Regions from separate parts of the Ovis aries genome. Here region 1 is linked to region 2. A link is a contact called in public Hi-C data. All regions are on one chromosome and are shown on one strand. The core of a region is the stretch at or near the end of the contact, and the rest is flanking DNA. Distances in the headings are between cores, read along the strand shown.

What was found. Hi-C and Micro-C count contacts between places; a contact is called where the count stands out from the background.
Region 1: a Hi-C map of tail adipose tissue shows a contact between it and region 2, with 2.4 times the contacts expected there. The contact joins the promoter of KIF5B here to the enhancer-like site in region 2. A contact is called at or near these places in 3 of 16 Hi-C or Micro-C datasets (omental adipose tissue and tail adipose tissue).

What each region holds. Positions count from the first base shown.
Region 1 is chr13:32,693,948-32,697,320 of ARS-UI_Ramb_v3.0, forward strand. It overlaps KIF5B (kinesin family member 5B), which reads left to right and starts at 1,431. Exons shown (of 26, transcript XM_015099604.3): 1 at 1,431-1,962. The coding sequence starts at 1,837. LOC132657622 (a long non-coding RNA gene) reads left to right here and starts at 1,988. Exons shown (of 2, transcript XR_009596046.1): 1 at 1,988-3,373.
Region 2 is chr13:32,640,892-32,644,204 of ARS-UI_Ramb_v3.0, forward strand. No RefSeq gene overlaps it. Among named protein-coding and RNA genes, the nearest start is that of KIF5B, 53 kb to the right of the region's middle. Within about 2 kb of position 1,545, at least 12 of the 54 cell types and tissues checked have an H3K27ac peak or open chromatin away from gene starts, as enhancers often do. A contact at or near this core is called in tail adipose tissue, where this site is marked.

The DNA.
Region 1 (3,373 bases), core at 181-2,680, 53 kb after region 2:
GGTACACTTGTAGTCCAGATCTGGTATCACACAGCAGTGCTTTGTTGGAACCAATCAAAATACAGATTCATTTAAATTTACCTAAACACCACAATTTCCCCAAAGCTCTGTAACAACTCCATCCTTTTCTGTGTTTGGTGCGATGTCCCAAGATGCCTAAGGTGTGAACTCTTCCCCCTTTGCTGTGGATCAATAAACCTGAATCTTAGACTGGATTCATTTCTGCAGACATTAGCATGATCAGGGGAGGACAGAGAACAACTGGAGGCTCTCATAGTACACTCCTTTAGGATTGATCGGTTTGATCTCCTTGCTGTCCAGCAGACTCTCAAGAGTCCTCTCCAGTCAATCCTAAAGGAAATCAACCCTGAATATTCACTGGAAGGACTAAAGCTGAAACTCTAATATTTTGGCCACTTGATCCGACGAGCTGACTCATTGGGAAAGACCCTGATGCTGGGAAAGATTGAGGGCAGGAGAAGGTAGCGGCAGAGGATGAGATGGTTGGACAGCATTACTGATTCATTGGACATCACTTTGAGCAAACTCCAGGAGATATTGAAGGACAGGGAAGGCTGGGGTGCTTCAGACTGTGGGGCTGCAGAGTCCCACACGACTTAGCGACTAAACAATAGTACACGCCTCTTTTTTTTTTTTTTAAATTTTTGGCCACGCTGCAGCAGCATGTTGGGTGGGATCTTAGTTTCTCCACGTGGGATGGAACCCCTGCCCCCTGCATTGCAAGACGGATTCTTAACTACTGGAGCACTAGGTAAGTCCTACACTCTTCCATTTTACGAACAAAAATCGGGGACTAGGATTAGCGGTCCTAGTCGTCTTTGCAGTTTTTCTGTCTTCACACTCCAGATGTGGAGACTGATGAGTTCCATAGGATTATTACGGAGTCATTGGGACCGCCAGTTCTCCGGGGGTCTTCTCCCACCTTACCCTACTGTTGCACTTTTCTTCAGCACCTTCTAGTCCTCAGACGAAACTTCCTTTTTCTTATTCCTGTCCCCCAACCCCCTCTCTTAGGAATGAGCAACCACTTGAACCATAAGCCACGTCCCGCCCTTCATTCAAATCTTCCTTTTTCTGGCAAAGCGCTCTAAAAAGGTGGGCTAGAAATCAATGTATCTCCAGACAAAACAGAAAGCGAACACGTCCTAACAGGAATATAGTTTTTCACTTAAACTACAACGTCAAGCACTTTTAACAAGGTCCCTTGTCCTCTACAGAAAAAAACGTTAGGGCATCGCTTAACTCCGCGGAATCCCCTGCGGGGTCGATAGCTCACTCTGCGCTTGCGCGTCCGGTAACTTGGCCCTGCAACCCCGGCGTGGAGCAGCGGCGCGGCCGCGGATTGGTCGCCGGGGCGCCGGTCCGCCGCGCGTGCGCAGTTCTCCGTCCGCGCCGCCCATCCCGCCGCCAGTCCGCGGCCTCAGGAGTGGTCAGGCTGCAGCCGGCGAGCCGGCGAGCCGACAGCCGGGCAGGCTGAAGGTGGGCTCGGCCTGCTGTCTCCCAGGAAGACAGGGGGGCTCGCGCTCCCGGTCTCCGGGATCCGTCAGCCCAGCAACCTGCCCCGCCAGTCAAGGGAGAAGCTGAGGAGGCCCCGCCGCCGCCATGGCTGCCATGATGGGTCGGAAGTGAGCCTGTGGGTGACCGTGCCGGCCCGGGCGCTGCCGCCCAGGTCCCGGCCGCCCCGCCGGTGAAGCGCGACGCTGCGGACCGCGGGCCCTCGGCCTTCGCCACGCTAGCCCCCTCGGCTCGGCCTACTTCCTCCAAGACTGAGCGGCGGGGAGTGGCTCCCGGCCTCCGGCCCCGGCAGCCGGGAAGATGGCGGACCCGGCCGAGTGCAACATCAAAGTGATGTGTCGCTTCAGACCGCTCAACGAGTCGGAGGTGAACCGCGGCGATAAGTACATCGCCAAGTTTCAGGGAGAAGACACGGTCATGATCGCGGTGAGTGCCCCTGCCCCCACCCAGGCTCCCTCCTTCGGGCCCGGCCGCCCCGGGAGCTGAGAGAAGTGGGGAGTGAGCGGAGAGCGAGCTTTGGGGCGCCCCAGCCTCCCCAGTGGGGTCCGACGGCCCAGGGGAGGGGCTCGGCGCCTCGTCGGGTGCTCCGGGGTCTCCCCACCCCGGTCTGCAGCGCCGGGGACGGGAGGCACCCGCCCTGGGTCCCGGGCACTCCCCTACCTGGGGCGCGGGTGGAGCTGTCGGGGAACCAGTTGAGTGCTCGTTCGCCGGCTTTCTGTGCGCCTGCAGGTTCTGATGTAGATGTAGTCGGTGTGTCGGACCCCCTTCCCCTCAGATTTATCATTCATAAATCAGAGTTCGGCCGAGAACGTTGGGATCTGCCTTACCGAACTTTAAATAGTAATGATATTTAGTCTTAAAAGAAATCTTTAAGGTGCGTTAGGCCGTCTTGTTTCCTCCGTGGAGAAGGAAAACCATAACTAACAGTCGCAGTTATGCTGGTACCTTCAGTGTTCACCCAACCCGCTTTTTGAGTTTACAGTCACAAATGGCTAATCCAGGACTTGTAGAAAGGAGTTTTCTTTAGAAATCGAAGCGCTCGATTTTGTCTCATCCACCAACGGATCTCGCCGATCAACGCTGGGTTAAATAAGTAACCAAGAGACTAACTGGGTTTTATGGGGTAGCACTCCGGGAAAGAGTGTTAACTTTTCGTGTGTATATCAAAATATTATAAAAGCAAACTTAAAAAATATATATATATAAAAATTTAATCAGTAAACTAGATTTCTTGTTAGTATCAGATTCCTACTTCTACAATTAGGATCTGCCTTGAAGAAAAATGACTTCGATAATCACAAAGATGGTGAGATAATGTCTTTTGTAACGTGAAACATAACGTGAAAGGTCTTGAAAATAATTCCCAATTCAAGGAGATTAAAATGGAGAGTAAGATAACTGCCTACAGAACAGTGAACTCTGACAAAAAATTAAATTCCTCTTTCTTGCTGATGCCATCTTTCTACATTGCTATCACGCCTCCCAATTTTAGTGTTAACTTTTTCACCTTACCATTTAGCATAAGTTTAAATATCTTAATGTAGAAATGGGACAGAAGTATCACAGGAGATGGAACATTGAAGGTTAGAAGCATTGACATGTAAGACAGAACTCAAGTTCCTTGAATTTTTATGTGAAAGTTTCCAAGTTCTGCTCTAGAAGATTAATGTCATAGCTCCACATTGCTTGGGAGGGTTTTGGCAAACAAGTCATTAGGTTCCTAATAACTGCCAGCTCTTACTGTGTGAAGACTGTCAGGCTGGTTCTTTGTTAACAAGTCCACAGAAAAACCCTTGCTATACATGACATCATGGAGAGGCCAAGAAGTTATACACAA
Region 2 (3,313 bases), core at 295-2,794:
GTGCAAGCCACATCAGATGGATTAACAGGCAGAGAAAAAGCAACAGCAAAAGGAATCGGATGGGAGGGGGTGGCATGAAGCAGACCTGTGTCACCAGAGGACACATGGTGAAGGCCATCGGGTGTGAGTTCAAATTTAATTCTTGAATCTCACCTGTTAATTGTGTCAGAGAAAGAAGATGTCCTGGACTATGGACCCCACAGCCTCTGAGAGGAGGCCAGGTCAACAACACTCCTGTTAGATGACTTGGTTGGAGGGTTCGACATACTTCCTGGAAACTCCCAGGTGTGCAGGGCTTCACTGTGAAGTGGTAGCTATAAACCGCCCCCACCTGCCTCAAACTATAACCAGCAGGATCAACAACTTCCTCTTCATTTTTGCTTTTCTTTCTTTCTTTCTTTTTTTTTACTGTGAACAACATGGAGTTTTTTGTTTTGTTTTGCTTTTTGTAAGGCTGAAGTTTACTTGTAAAAGAATGGACAACTAATAAGAGTATAAATTAAGGTACAAAAGTATTCATCTAGAATGAGAAAATAAATCACAATTGACAATTTTTTTTTAATTTTTTGAAGCTGCCAAATATCACTAACATTGCAAAATTCAGAAAAATAAAATATTTGTATTAGCTTACTGCCTGACTTACCACTCTGTTTTATCTACGTTTGATTGTGTCACCTTTGCTTCTACATACGACAATTTTTTGTTATTTTTTTCTGATTGTGGTAAAACTCACATAATATAAAACATTATTTTAATCATATTTAACTGTACATTTCAGTGGCATCAAGTACATTCACATTGCTGTGCATACATGCTCAGTCTTGTCCAACTCTCTGAGATCCCACCAGGCTCCTCTGTCCATGGGATTTCCCAGGCAAGAATACTGGAGTGGGTTGCCATTTCCTTCTCCAGGAGATCTTCCTGGCCAGGGATTGAACCCTTGTCTCCTGCATTGGCAGGCGGATTCTTTACCGCTGAGACACCAGAGAAGCCTTGTTGTGCATATGTGTTTGCAAATACAAGCATTAATAACAATCACCTGCCTTTGCTGTGTACCTGTGGGGCCAGGACTTTTCATCTCACTGGATCACTCGGGCAGCCCTCCGAAGGGGTCCTATTATTGTTGCCTACAGAGGAGGGCACTAGGGTAGAGAGCCAATATTCAAACATGGATGCCAGAGGCTGCATTCTCAGCTTCTTCCCCAAGGCTTTCTTCTGAAAGAAATTCTAGCTATTTTCCCCCAGTGCATGTGAGTCTGCTTTTTCACCAGTACACAACTGACACTTTAAAAAAAAAAAAAAAAGACATTTTATTATTTTATTTTTTTGTCTGTGCCACATAGCATGTGGGATCTTAGTTCCCCAACCAGGGATGGAACCCACACCCCCTGCTGTGGAAGTCCAGAGTCTTCACTACTGGACCACCAGGGCAGTCCCCACAATTGACAGTTTCTTGAGGCAGGGGGTAAATTAGGGAGAACTTAGCAACGCACTGGGATATTTTTGTACCAAGTAGAAACTAAAGTCCCAGCAATTCGCTGCTGGTTATCAAAACAGAGATGAACAGTCTGAGTCATGCAGTCATTTATTTCCATTTTGGCTTCAGCATGCATTGCTAAGTAATTTCAAAAGCGGGCCAGAGGCGTGGGAATGGCTTGAGTGATGTCATGATTAGGCAACACAATTCCCACCCTGGGAGGCTGAGGCCTGGATTCCAACCATTGGGCTTACCTCTTGCCACCCCTCCCCCCAGACACACCCATCCATCCAAGTTCAGATTAAGCAAGTTGCTCCCCGTTTTGTGGTTTTTATCTCCTAGTTGTGCAGCTGCCTGACATACTCTCTTTCAGGCCGAGTTGCCAATTTTCCACTCCTAACTCCAGAATTAAGACAAAGAATTAAAGAGTGAGTTGCCATTCCCTTCTCCAGGGGATCTTCCTGACCCAGGGATCGAACCAGGGTCTCCCATATTGCAGGCAGACGCTTTACTGCCTGAGCTACCAGGGAATCTACTTAACAGGTTTGCGGGGAGGATTAATGAGAGAAGGGGCGTGCCTCAGAGACCCTGCCCACAGGAAGCAGTAGAAGAGGTAGTTCTTGGTGGGGACGTTGGTCCCAATTACCTGCGTCAGAAATCCGTTACTACCAGTTTACTTGCCCGGGTGAATGGAGGAAGTGATTTGACCTTTCAGTGCCTGCATGCCTTTATCCAAAATGGAGTGGAAATGATAGTAATAGTAACTCTTCCTAAGGCTGTTGTAGGTATACAATGTGTGAAGCATCTAGAATCATCCTGAGCACATAGTATGTCCTTTATAAGTGTTTTCTACCTTTCTTTTAATAAGTGTCCAATAGATGGTTTGTAAGGATGTATTATTAGGGCAGATGGATTCCTTTTATGTAATTCTGCATGTTGTCTTTAACCCTACAGGTTAGCATTTTAACCTACAGATGGCTTCAGATAGGCATGGTCATCTTTGCTGGTATGTAGAATCAGTATATGGCTACTGGGTCTGAGTTCAGGGGGGAAAAAGATAAATAATATTTGGTGGTGGTTTACTCATTAAGTCATGTCCAACTCTTGCAAATGTAGCCCACCAGGTTCACCTGTTCGTGGAATCTAGCAGGCAGTACTGGAGTGGGTTGCCATTTCCTTCTCAAGACAGAAGGCAGAAAAAAAACATGAACTTTTAGCGTCAGATCAGTCTTCAGATCCTGTCCTTGTCCTTTTCCTGCTTTGTGATTTGGAGTCAATGATTTCTCAGCATTTATTCTCATCTACAGTACATTACAGTACAGAATTTAGCAACTGAACAACAATAGTACATGTACCTTCAGGGTTATCATGAGGCTTGATTGAGCCTATACACGTGAAGTATCTGGCACATGGTAGTTCCTCAGTAAAGCACTCCTGCCTTGGAAAGGACCTCAGACTGAAGATCTATCTCCCCCTGCTCAGTGATGCCTAACCTCACTTTTAACAGGAGGCAAGGTCTTTCACTCCATGTGAGACCATTAAAGAGGCAGACACCCCTTGCTGACAAGAATTCCCACTAAAGTGTGAACATCCGATGCAAGATCCTTTCCTGCTGTCAGATTTGACTGTAGCAGGAACAAAAGGACACTGATCTCAGGAAAGGGACGCAGGATCGAGTTTACGTCACGACTCAGTGCTTTCCTGCTCAGTGTTACTTGCTCTATAACACTATGATTTTTAATGTCTGCTGCTTGTGGAGTTGGCAAACTTTAAATCATCTATCTATTCTTTCTAAGTGTATGTCCCATGCAATATTTATAGCATACTAAGCTGGGA